Linked DNA regions of Pan troglodytes: region 2 is linked to region 1. A link is a contact called in public HiChIP or PLAC-seq data. All regions are on one chromosome and are shown on one strand. Each heading gives the region's core, a stretch centred on a gene start, on an enhancer-like site or on the middle of the called end of the contact. The rest is flanking DNA. Distances are from core to core; before and after follow the strand shown.

Region 1 (6,299 bases), core at 1,152-3,651:
TAATCTCTGACCAGGCATAGTGGCTCACACCTATAATCCCAGCACTTTGGGAGGCCAAGGCGGGTGGATTCCCTGAGTCTAGACATTCAAGACCAGCCTGGACAACATGGCACAATCCCATCTTTATGAAAAATACAAAAATTAACCGGGCATGGTGGCATGTGCCTGTAGTCTCAGCTACTCGGGAGGCTGAGGTGGGGGTCTGGCCCCCACATCCCAGGTCTTTCTGCTACACCACACTGTTGCCATAATGACTTCGACCTCATTCTGCCATCTCCTAAGAAAGCCAGAGTGCAGGCTGGGAATGTCACCTGAGCCCAGGAACTCAAGGCTGCAATGAGTGGTGATTCCACCACTGCACTCCAGCCTGGGCGACAGAGTAAGATCTTGCCTCAAAAAACAAACAAACAGCTGGGCACGGTGGCTCACACCTGTAATCCTAGCACTTTGAAAGCTGGGGCAGGCGGATCACTTGACATTAGGGGTTCCAGACCAGCCTGGCAAACATGGAGAAACCCTGCCTCTACCAAAAAAAATTTAAAAATTAGCTGGGTGTGGTGGTGCACGCCTGCAGTCCCCAGCCACTTGGGAGGCTAAGGCAGGAGAATAGCTTGCACCCAGGAGGTGGAGGTTACAGTGAGCCAAGATCATGTCACTACACTTCAGCCTGGGTGGCAAAGTGAGACTGTCTAAAAAAAAAAGAATTAAAAAAATAATGATTTTAATAAATGCCTACATATATGCGTGTGTGTGTATATATATATATATATATAAATTTTTTTTGAGACAGGGTGTTGCTCTGTCACCCAGGCTAGAGTGCAGCCTAGACCAAGGCTCTCTGCAGCCTCGAACTTCTGGGCTTCGGTGATCCTCCCATCTCAACCTCCTGAGTAGCTGGGACCACAGATGCATGCCACCACACCCGGCTAATTAAAAAAAGAAATTTTTGTAGAGACAGGTTTTCCTATGTTGCCCAAGTTAATCTCAAACTCTTGGGCTGAAGTGATCCTCCTGCCTTGGCCTCCCAAAGTGCTGGGATTACAGGTGGGAGCCACTGCACCTGGCCTCAAATGCCACCATATTTCTGATTCCTGTCACCTCCAGGCTCAGAGACTGTGAGTAAACATTCTGGGCAGATAATCGTTTGCAATTGCTTCCAGAGTGCTCTTTGCTGAGTTGTCAAGCTGTGGGCTAAGTGGTAAATGTCAGGTATCTCTGCTGTCGTGGGCCAGGTGCTCAGATTGCTAGGATACAGCAGGGGGTGCTGAGATGAGGCAAGGGGCCGGGGCAGGAGTCCCTGCTCTAGCACAGTGATACTAGCTGAGTCCATCGATGACCTTTAAACCCGCTTCCCCGGTTCTGTCTAGATTACAGGGTTTGGAAGGCTTTGGAAGATGTGTTCAGAGAACTTTGCCCAAACTGGCCCACGCCTGTTCCAATGCTATGCATAGCTGTTTCTGATTCTTAGCCAGCTCAGGCCCTCTATTGTTTCCATGCTGGTCTGCGGCCTCCGTTACCCACCTGCTGAGGGCGATCTTCTGGTGGAGCAGAAAGCCCCGCTCGTAGGGCCAGGGCAGGCCGGCCTCGAACCACTCTCGGCAGCGCAGCACGGGCGAGATGCAGGCGGCGCCTGTCACGTAGCTGGAGGAGCCGCACTCGCCCAGGTAGGACAGGAGCAGCGCCGAGCCCGAGCCTTCGCTCACCGCGAACAGCGGCGCCGCCGGGTGTCGGAAGCGGATGTATGTGACCGCCTCCTTGAGGTCGGACGGGTCCCCGAAAGGCTGCAGCCGGGGGCTGACCAGTGGGCAACCGTGGTGGCCGCGGCGATGGAAGATGACCGGGTAGTAGCCGCGCTCCAGGGCGAGCAAGCAAAGGCCGAGCACGTTGCGGGTGAGGCGACCCCACGCATTGGGGATCACCAGAAGCACCGCAGGAAGGCCCCCGGCGCTGGTGATACGGCGGCCCCGAACACAAGGTCCCACCACCCAGTCCAGGGCCACTAGCCCATCGTCCGCCAACTGCAGGTACTCCCGGGCCAGCTCAGGCCCAGACGCCACGGGCAGGACGAAGTGGCAGAGGGTCTGCAGGTGGGGCCCGGAGAACCAGGAGCGCGGGCCGGCCTCCAGCGCCTCTGAGCGCCGCAGGGCACGCAGCAGGCACTGGGCCAGGGCCGACGGCTTGCAGACAAGGCTGCACCCTCCCGGCAGTGGCTCGCGCCCGTCGCTGAACTGGTCCGCCGGGCCTCCGCCGTCCGCCTCCTCCCCGTCGCCTCGGTCTTGGGCCCCCGGCAGGGTCCTCCCTCCGACGGCGCGCCCCCAGGGTCCCCGGAGCCGCGGGCCGAGCAGGCCGAGAAGGGCGAGCACGGCCAAGATGAGCGCGAGGGCGGCGCCCCACGGCGGCATGGCGAAGCTGGAGAGCCCCGGCGGGCAGCGGGCGGCGGGGCCGTCTACTCGGCGAGCTCCGCGCTTTGCCCGCGGCTCCGCCCGCCGGCGGCGGCTGCCCAGGGCCCTCCCGCGCGGGCGCGCTCTGGATTGGCCGTGGCCGGGCAGAGGCAGCCAGTTTGGGCCCGGCTGCCCTCGCCCGCCCCCCACCCCGCCCCGGCCCTTTGTACAGCAATTGCAACAAGTGGGAGCAGAGGGTGAGAGGAGCCGGGGCCACCAGGGAGGGAGGGCGCGCCGGCAGCCGGAAGGGAGTGGGGAGGGCACGAGCCGGGGAGAGCGGTGTTGGCCATGGAGAAGTGGGGAGACTGGAGGCCGAGGCTTGGGGACCCGACTGTCATCAGTGTCTTCCGCCAGACCCTGGGCGCTGCGCCCTCAGAGGCCGATGAAAAGAAGCAGAAGGGAGAGGTGAGTAAGTCGCAGCTCCGGGCGCCGGCTCCCGGGGCCCCGTGGGGCGGCGGCAGCGCGCGCGCTCTGCCCTCGGGCGGCCCCGCTCTCCCCCGCCCGGCCCCGCAGCCCCGCAATAACTTGGCTGGGCGGGGTCCGGCACTGGGCTAGAGAGGTCGAGCGCGGCGTCTTGAGCCGCTGGCGGGAGGCTGCTGCTTCCCCGCCTGCATCAGTGCGGGTCCCGCGGACTCCTCGCCCCCGTCCCCGCGAGCTCGGGGCTCCACATCAAGGAAATCCTCAGCCCGGGAGTGGCTTCCCCAGAAGCAGCAGCCCCAAGCCTCCGAGAGTCAGTCGGAGAAAAGGACACACTCAGGCGCCCTGCGACAGGGATGCCCGTCCGACCTACAAGGAACGCCTCGTAAACCGGGGTGCATGGGAGACCACGGAAATAACACGTTCTCGCTGTTTCCAAGCTTTGGGATAGGCATCTCGACCCTCGCTCTCTACCCACGTTTCCCCCCCAAATCCTGGAGAGGGAACCAGAACCAGCGCCCCGCTGCGGGGCGGGCCGGCCAGCGCACCTCCTGGGGGTGAGGCCTGTGGCGTCCCCATCTCGCGGCGACCAATCTCTTTCTAGACGCGCGCCTGCCACCGCTGGGCGACGGCGGAGGAGGGGAAGACAGCAGCCTCTCGGCTGGCTCCGGCCTCCCGGGGCTTCTGGGTTTGGAGAGTTTGGGGAGCGGAGACACCTCCCGAGGCTCCTCCGCGTTGGACCCTATTTGCGAGGGCGGGAGCGGGGTGGGCCGACGGCGAAGCTCCAGAGGTGGGACCCTCTCCCTTCAGCAGCTCCTCCTGACTTCATGATCCTGCCCCTCTTCTCGTTGCAGGTCACACCGACAAATCTGAAGCGGGTTTGCCAGGGGAGTGTACCCGTCTCCCCGGCCTGGGCCACCCGGTCCACAGGGATTCCATTTCCGGCCTTACACTCCGCTCCACGATCCCATCCAGGCGCTGCAGCTGTGCAGCTGCTCTACAGACTGCAGGGACCTGCTGAGACGAATCCCCGGACGAGGAAAGGGGTCCCCCGCCTGCCCTACTGAGCCTTGCGCGCTGACCCGGCTCCTACACTTAACTTTTCCGGCTTCGGGTTTAAGACGCGTGCGCGCACACTCCGCTGCTGTGGGCGGGCATTGGGGCGGGGCGATACCGGGGGCCCACTGTCTGGGGAGGGGCGCGCGCGAGCCCAGGGCCAACGGACGCGCGGGCGGCGTGGGCGGCGCGGGGGCGCCGGGGCTGGAGGGGCGGGACGCGCGCGCTCCCTCGCTGGCGGAGCGGCTGGGCGGCGGGCCGGGCCCGGGGCCGCTTGGAATGGCGCCTCCTCCGCCTTCGCCCCTACTGCTTCTCCTGGCAGCCCTGGCGAGGCTCCTGGGTCCCAGCGAGGTAAGGTGACCCGCTCCTGGGAAGGCCTCGGCCGGGGAGCTCAAAGCGCTTTGCCAAAAGTTCGTCCTGGAAGGAGTGGCGCGCCGAGGGGGACGCGGAGTTCTTCCGCTGGCGGGCTGGGCCTGGGGAGAGAGAGGGCAGGGCCTCGCCGTGTCCAGCGCCCCAGCTCTTCGCTTTGGACCCACAGGTGATGGCTGGACCGGCGGAGGAGGCGGGAGCCCATTGTCCCGAGAGCCTGTGGCCTCTGCCCCCGCAGGTAGGAGCCCTGGAGGGCCCAGGGAGAGAGGGATGTGAAAGGCTAGCCCAGTCCCGCTCCGTTCTCGCCGCACCCTCCACAGTCACTATCTGGGGACCTCTGCCGGTTCCTCAGTCCTCAGTAGCCAAATTCTCCATCCCAGCCTAGCGCTTGGGGCCTGCCGTCCGCTCCCCACCACACACACACGGAGTCCCCCAACTGCCCTAAGCTCTGTTCTTTCCCCATGTATAGGTGTCACCAAGAGTGACCTACACACGAGTGAGCCCAGGGCAGGTGAGTACAAGCAGGGGCCCACCACCCTTGGTGTCCACGCCTGGAGACAGGCGCTCCTAGCAGGCTTCGCCGCCTGTTCTGCTGATCGGCCCCATTCCTTACCACTTCCCTCAGGCAGAGGCAGGGTTCTAGTTCTCCGCCCCACCTCCAAGCCCAGGACAGATCAGCCCCAGGACAGATGGCTCAAAGACAGTGAGCCATAGGCCTGTCATCTGCAATGCTGTGTCAGGATGCTGTTGGGTAGCTGGCTCTGCGGACAAGTGGCTGTGAGTGGAACTCTCTCTGAGAGTAGCTGGAAAAAACCCAGGCTCCAGCTCCCTGAGAAGACAGCGGGAAGTCTCCTGACTTTGTGGGCCCCAGCTTTCTGTAGGAGAGGGTATTAATTCTGTCTCTACCTGTGAGCAGCGAGGGAGGGTATGTGCCAGCACCGTGTACAGTACAGAGCTGCATCGTGCAAGGAGTGTGCCTCCAGTTGCCAGGCTCCACACTGCGGGCTCAGCTTCCGTGGCAGCGTCTCCATCTTCATCGCCAGCTCCTCTGATTTTTCCTTTGAAATACTTATTATTATTATTATTATTTGAAATAGAGTCTCACTCTGTTGCCCAGGCTGGAGTGCAGTGGCACTCACTGCAACCTCTGCCTCCAGGTTCAAGCAATTCTCATGCCACAGCCTCCCGAGCAGCTGGGATTACAGGCGTGTGCCACCTAGCTTAGCTAATTTTGTATTTTTAGTAGAGACGAGGTTTCACCATGTTGTCCAGGCTGGTCTTGAGCTCCTGACCTCAAGTGATCTGCCTGCCTCAGCCTCCCAAGTGCTGGGATTACAGGTGTGAGCCACCATGCCTGGCCTGAAATACCTAACTTAAATTGGCCAGGCATGGTGGCTCACGCCTGTAATCCCAGTACTTTAGGAGGCTGAGGCGGGTGGAACACCTGAGGTCAGGAGTTCAAGACCAGCTTGGCCAACATGGTGAAACCCTGTCTCTACTAAAAATACAAAAATTAGCTGGGCGTGGTGGCACACCCCTGTAATCCCAGCTACTTGGGAGGCTGAGGCAGGAGAATTGCTTGAGTCCAGGAGGCAGAGGTTGCAGTGAGCCGAGACCATGCCACTGCACTCCAGCCTGGCCGACAGAGCGAGACTGTCTCAAAAAAAAAAAAAAAAAAAAAAAAATTCTCTGTAATAGCTCCAGGCCAAGAGTTGTTGCCTCACGCCATCTACCAGATTCCTTTCCTCAAACAGCCCTTTCATGAAGTCATTCCTCTGTTCACAAACTGTCAATGGCTCCTTATTTCCCACCTTATCGTGGCCATATTCTCCGGCCTGGCTTTTCAGGCCTTACTTAAGTAAGCTTCGTCTGACCTCTCCACATCCTTGGTTCCTCTCCAGTTGTGCCAGGCTGTTTGCCACACAAATGAGTGCCAGCCTCGCCCTCACCACAGCCCCTTTGCTCCTGTTTATTCTCCTCCACACCTGGCCTATCCTGACTCGGAGAGTGCAGCTC
Region 2 (6,299 bases), core at 1,653-4,152, 180 kb before region 1:
CTCCAGGGTCAGGACTGACCAGACAGAGTTAGTTCCAGGGCTTCAGTGATCCTTTTTTATCTCCAGAATGTGTTTCCCACTGAGTTGCCTTTGTTCTGGGGCTTCACAGCAAAAGGCAATAGCAATTCCAGTCCTTACATTCTCTCAAGGAGATAGAATGTAGTGGCTCTGAGAATTGCTTGAAGCCGGGAGGTGGAGGTTGCAGTGAGCTGAGATCGTGACACTGCACTCCAGCCTGGGCAGCAGAGCGAGACTCCGTCCCAAAAAAAAAAAAAAAAAAAAAAAAAGAATATAGACCAAGCACGGTGACTCATGCTTGTAATCCCATCACTTTGGGAGGCCAAGGCGGGTGAATTATGAGATCAGGGGTTCGAGACCAGCCTGGCCAATATGGTGAACCCCCCGGTCTCTACTAAAAACACAAAAATTAGCCGGGCGCAGTGACACGCGCCTGTAGTCCCAGCTATTCAGGAGGCTGAGGTAGAAGAATTGCTTGAACCCAGGAGGCAGAGATTGCAGTGAGCTGAGATCGCGCCACGGCACTCCAGCCTGGGCGATAGAGCGAGACTCTGTCTCAAAAAAAAGAAAAAAAGAAAAAAAAGAACACAGTGGTTCTGGATGAAAGCTGAATTTGACAACTGGCTTCACCACAAACTGGCTATAAGAACTTTGACAAGTTAATCAAAATTCTTCTCTGTGCCTCAGTGCCACTCTTTCTTTCTTTCTCTCTCTCTCTCTTTCTTTCTTTTTGACAGAGTCTCGTTCTGTTGGCCAGGCTGGAGTGCAGTGGCACGATCTCCTCTCACTGCAACCTCCGTCTCCTGGGCTCAAGCAATTCTCTTGCCTCAGCCTCCTGAGTAGCTGGGATTACAGGCGTGTACCACCATGCCCGGCTAATTTTTTTCACAATGTTGGCCAGGCTGGTCTCGAACTCCTGACCTCAGGTAATCCGCCCACTTCAGCCTCCCAAAGTGCTGGGATTACAGGCATGAGCCACCGCGCCAGGCCCAGTTCCACCATTTCTAAAAAGGAATAATAATTATACCCACCCAATATGGTTATTGTGAGGAGTAAATAAGTAGAGTGTTTAGAACTCTCTCTGGCATATAATCAGCACTCAATACGTGTTAACTATTTCACTATTTTTGTTATTATCATCATCATCAAATTTCAGAAACTTTGCGCAGTGGCAGTATTGTAGCCAATGAGATTTATCCGAGGTGTGATTATTGCTCATTGAAAAATCATAGGCTGGGCACGGTGGCTCACATCTGTAATCTTAGTACTTTGGGAGGCCGAAGCAGGTGGATCCTTTGAGGCCAGGAGTTCAAGACCAGCCTGGGCAACATGGCGAAACCCATCTCTACAAAAAATACAAAACTTAGCCAGCACGGTGGCATATGCCTGTAGTTCCGGTTACTTGGGAGACTGAGGTAGCAGAATCATTTGATCCTGGGAGGCAGAGGTTGCAGTGAGCCAGGATCACACCACTGGACTCCATTTTGGGAGTTCAATATATATATTACATTTTTGGGAGAAAATAAGAAAGTTTCTTTCCCAAAAAGCCAGAGAAAATCTTATTGTACCCATTGGCTCTAATTGGATCATGTGCCCATCCCTGAGCCAGACTAGAGGAAGGTCATACATACACTGTATACACGGATTGCTTAGGCCTGATCAACATGCTCCTTCCTTTGAGCACAGATCTACTGTGGCCAGCCTGGTCTCGAACTCCTGACCTCAGGTGATCCGCCCGCCTCAGCCTCCCAAAGTGCTATAATTACAGGCGTGAGCCACCGGGCCCGGCCCAGAGTTAATTTTTATTCATGAAACTCATATAACAGGTTTATTTATTTCAGTCGTTTTGTTGGTTAAAGAACCAAGATTTTTTATGACTACACTTTGTGTACACTTTTAGGTTCTCTTTTTTTTTTTTTTTTTTTTGAGACGAGTCTCACTCTGTCGCCCAGGCTGGAGTGCAGTGGCGCAATCTCGGCTCACTGCAACCTCCGCCTCCCGGGTTCACGCCATTCTCCTGCCTCAGCCTCCCGAGTAGCTAGCTGGGACTACAGGCGCCCACCACCACGCCCGGCTAATTTTTTTCTATCTTTTAATAGAGACGGGGTTTCACCGTGTTAGCCAGGATGCTCTCGATCTCCTGACCTCGTGATCCGCCCGCCTCGGCCTCCCAAAGTGTTGGGATTACAGGCGTGAGCCACCGCGCCCGGCCTTACACTTTTAGGTTCTTGAATAAGTACTGAGGGAGTTTTCCCTAAAAAAAAAAAAAAAAAAAAGTTTTGAGATAAAAGAATAAAAACTCTACTTCTTCTTTGCATAGGAGTCTTTAGTTTGTTTGCTGCTCTTGTTCCAAAACTTCTCATTACTCAACCTACTAAACTCACAGACACTTTTCAAGAAGTTATCTCTTTTCTACATCACCAATATATAGGGTGGCTTAGATCTGTATTTCCAAGTCTTACTGTCGTTCCAAGAATTAGTATCAACTATTAGAATCTCAAAAACTCAACTGCATACTGATTGAGCTGCCCAGTGTACCTCTGAATCCCACGGGGGAGGGGGTGTAGAACCGAGTTGTGCAGGAATGGGATATTCCACACTTCAGGGCAAACTTACTCGCAGGATCAGTGGCGGGCTTTGGAGGTGGGAAGCAGGAAGGAAGGGGAGTGCAGAAAAACTCTTCTTCTTCAGATCTCCGGGGTGAAATGAATGCACCTGACGCCCGCGTGGCATTAGAAGCTCCGCGAACTCAGTGAGGCCATGCTGGACAGAGGCTGGGACTCCGGGCCACCGGGACAACTCTGCCCGTAGCAAGCCTTGCGCGCTCCTGTGAGGGCGCGCGCGCGCGCATGTAGTCGTGTCTCGCGCAGGGTCCGGCCTGTCAGGCGGGAAATCTCGCGAGATCGGAGACGGGGGATGACGGTCGGGAGGAGGGGAGTGGTGTCGGGTAAAGGGGGGGAAGCTGGGCAGCGGCCGGGCTCTGTGGCTTCAGGGCTCGGGGAGAGAGAGGGAGGGTGGCAAAGAGACTGAGTCGGTGCCGCCGCCTGCCTGAGGAGAGAGGAGGGGTCCCGCTCGCCCTGCGCCCTTCGCGGGCCGAAAGCACTAGGCACTCGCGAACATCTGAGGCCTCCCGGCCCCGGGGGACCCCGCCCCGCCGTCCGCCGGCCGGCCCGCGGCCTCCCTTCCCTTTGTGAGCGCCTCCTTACCAGGGGTGGTGTTGGTGGCGGAGGGCTGCGCGTGGGCCCGCCCGCCGAGGGGCCGCGGCGGGGGACCGAGAGGGCCTCGGCTGTGTGAGGACTAGAGGCGGCCGAGGCCCGGGCCGGTTCCCCCGAGGCGGCGACGGAGACGGCTCCCGGCACTTCCCCGCGCCATCTTAACTGAGCCCAAGCGCTGAGGGCGCCTCCTCGACCCCGGTCGTCCCCTCGCCCCCCCCCCCCCCGCCCCGCCGCCGCCGCCCCTTGTTGCAGAGCTTGGGCTGGGCGGCTTGCTGGGGCTCGGGGGTGGGGGGCGGCGATCTGTCGCCGGGCCCCCTCCTCCTCCTCACTCCTCACCCTCCAGGGTAGCGGCTACCGGAGCGCTGCAGGGGGCTGCGCCTGCCTGCTCCGCCCCAGACCTGTCGGCGAAAGGGTAAGGGCACCTCTGCTTTGGGAAAGGGGGATATAGAGGGGGGCGGGGAAATTCGGCCCACTCGGGCCTGTGTGTGGAAGAAGGGATGTGGGAGTGGGGTGGGGGAGGGAGAAAAGGAGGGTCTGTGATTCTGTGGGTGGGGTGAAGAAGCTGGTGAGCTGGGCGCTCTCCGGTTTTAAGGGGCGAGAGCAATTCCATTCCTTTTTCCTGAGGGTCACCGGAAGGGGTGGTGGAAGGGGGATGTTTCGAGGAAGGTGTGGCCCTCACAGGGAGACTGGGTTGATGTGCACCCCGGTTTAAAGGCGCGAGGTCCCTTTCCCCTCTGGTGCCTTTGCTCCTCTTCTCCTTTGTAGTGTCTGTGTATTCTTGGGAAGGGAGACTGCTCTGGGTGGCTTGCTGGGTGGATTCCACCCCCTAGCACAGGAAATCTATACCCCTCTTCTGTAGGGGCGATGGAAGCGTTTCTCTCCCCGTACCCTTCCCCCTTCCCCATCCTCTAGTCTACTGCAATGCTGCAGAAGTCCAAGGCAGTTTCTTCATACACAGACCCATGTATACACAGAAGGGAGGGGGAGCAGGAGAGGGAACTAATGGCGCTTCCCTTGAAAAGGTTACTCTTTTTCCTTTGGTTTTAAATCGACGACAGTATCGTTTTAATACTCTTCCCCTGAGATCTGTCCATGGGAAGTGTATCTGTTCTGGTGTTATTGTTGGGGGATATGACTTCTCGAGAGGGACACCTCTCCTGTTAGAACAGTTTTGATGTCTCTCTTTTTGAGAGATGTCTGGATTGACATTTTTTTGTGAGCAGGTTGGATTTTAGTTAGTATTCAAATAAAATAATTTTGTACCTCCTCATCCTCATTTCCCTTTTCTTTTTCTATGACTTTTGTAGTTCATGAAGAATTATTGGCCGGGCGCGGTGGCTCACGCCTGTAATCCCAGCACTTTGGGAGGCCGAGGCGGGCGGATCACGAGGTCAGGAGATCGAGACCATCCTGGCTAACACGGTGAAACCCCGTCTCTGCTAAAAATACAAAAAATTAGCCGGGCATGGTGGCACGCGCCTGTAGTCCCAGCTACTCGGGAGGCTGAGGCAGGAGAATCGCTTGAACCCGGGAGGCGGAGGTTGCAGTGAGGCGAGATGGTGCCACTGCACTCCAACCTGGGCGACAGAGCGAGACTCCGTTTCAAAAAAAAAAATTATTAACAATTATTACATACAGACAGCCTGTCTGATGGGCATTTCTCCCTAAGCTGTGAATTTTTAGGGTTGATACTGTTGTGTATAATATTGAAATTGGATTTTTTTTTTAAATGGTAAGGTTACAAACCTTTCTGCAGCTGTTTCTTTGTTCTTATTAATCTGCCTAATTATTCTATGATCTATTTTCTGTAGTCAGTCATTTTTCACTTCTTTTGCTACCTGTCATGTTTGTCTGAAAGCAGATCATCTTATCTGGTTTACAGTAGTACTTGTTGGTTTTGTTCTTAGTTGAGTAGAAATAAATAAAAATTTAAACATTCTGGAAATGTGCTGCCAAGTGCTTTTTGTGACCAAAGAGTAGTTTTCAAGTCTCCATGTACTGATGATACATTTTTTTCAAGTGTTTAGTAAATACTGGTGATGTGATTTCAAAATATTCCACATATGACTATTAATAGAATTAATTTTTTCCCAAAGTGAAGAAGAAGACTAAAATGTGTACAGATAATGAGTTGTCTTTGGTGTATTTAGTGTTTTCAGCTCTACTTAGTGACTTATTTTTAAATACTTCAAATGCCATCTACATTTTATGTTGTCATTAAATGTTGTCCAATAGAGCTTTTGTGGTGTGTTTGTTGCATTTTGAAACCTGTTTTAAGATAGGGATTTAAAGGTGTTAGTAGTAGCGCTAGGCACTAACTTAGTTTCTGTCATTTTATATCATGATTTTGATGTAGGAGACATGGTATGTTAAATAAGTTTTATTATTTTTTTTCTCAGAAGATGGAATTCTCTTTGCTTTCTTTATTCCCTTTTAATGGTCATCTCAATTCATTGAAATAACACTATTCATTTGAGTATTTATTTCATGGGACAAAGCTGCATGTTGTTGATATGTAGAGTTTTCTCCATAATGGCGAATTATGCCAGGAAGTCTGATTCTCCGTATTATGGCTTGTTGTTGATAATTATTTCATATATACTAGCATGTGTTGATCGAAGCATACTGCTCAGTAAGGAGTGACTGCTTTTACCTTGGAAAGTTGTAGGCAGAGAGGATTTATCAATAGAGGCTACAAAACTTAAAGGATTTACATAGGGTGTAGGTTAACTATTTACTTGCTGTATTTCAGCATGCTATAACTAAGGACAACCGGAAAAAAAACAACTCTCTTTTTTCATAGCTGGTGGGAATGTTGCCTAAAAGTGGAAAAGTATGTTCATGATCAATTAGATAAATACATTATTAAGGAAAAATTGCCTGAGGGTTATTTCAGATGACCTCTGATGCCACTGTCAGAAAGAAAATGCTGAGAGCTGTTAGTCTGAGTTGATTCTAGATTAGTATGGCACTTCTTATGTTTCTAAATAGTTCATCTACAAAATGGCAGTGTACATCACTTCCTGTTCTTTCACAACTGGCTCTTTCACTGGATTCTCTTTTAAT

Evidence for each region. HiChIP or PLAC-seq counts read pairs in DNA pulled down with a chosen protein or histone mark.
Region 2: an H3K4me3 HiChIP or PLAC-seq map of stem cell-derived excitatory neurons shows a contact between it and region 1, with 2.9 times the contacts expected there. The contact joins the promoter of TAOK1 here to the promoter of LOC134808989 in region 1. A contact is called at or near these places in 1 of 7 Hi-C or Micro-C datasets (stem cell-derived neural progenitor cells) and 1 of 1 datasets of contacts at active chromatin or transcription factors (stem cell-derived excitatory neurons).

What each region holds. Positions count from the first base shown.
Region 1 is chr19:38,010,262-38,016,560 of NHGRI_mPanTro3-v2.0_pri, reverse strand. It overlaps LOC134808989 (sterile alpha motif domain-containing protein 1-like), which reads left to right and starts at 2,401. Exons shown (of 3, transcript XM_063800066.1): 1 at 2,401-2,638; 2 at 2,852-3,415; 3 at 3,713-3,841. The coding sequence starts at 2,401. The coding sequence ends at 3,309. ABHD15 (abhydrolase domain containing 15) reads right to left here and starts at 2,805. Exons shown (of 2, transcript XM_523591.8): 1 at 1,522-2,805. The coding sequence starts at 2,402. TP53I13 (tumor protein p53 inducible protein 13) reads left to right here and starts at 3,711. Exons shown (of 7, transcript XM_016932111.3): 1 at 3,711-3,983; 2 at 4,453-4,521; 3 at 4,753-4,794. The coding sequence starts at 4,456.
Region 2 is chr19:38,191,729-38,198,027 of NHGRI_mPanTro3-v2.0_pri, reverse strand. TAOK1 (TAO kinase 1) reads left to right here and starts at 2,902. Exons shown (of 20, transcript XM_024350393.3): 1 at 2,902-3,645. It overlaps NUFIP2 (nuclear FMR1 interacting protein 2), which reads right to left and starts at 2,896. Exons shown (of 6, transcript XM_511374.9): 1 at 2,635-2,896. It also overlaps the pseudogene LOC112206218.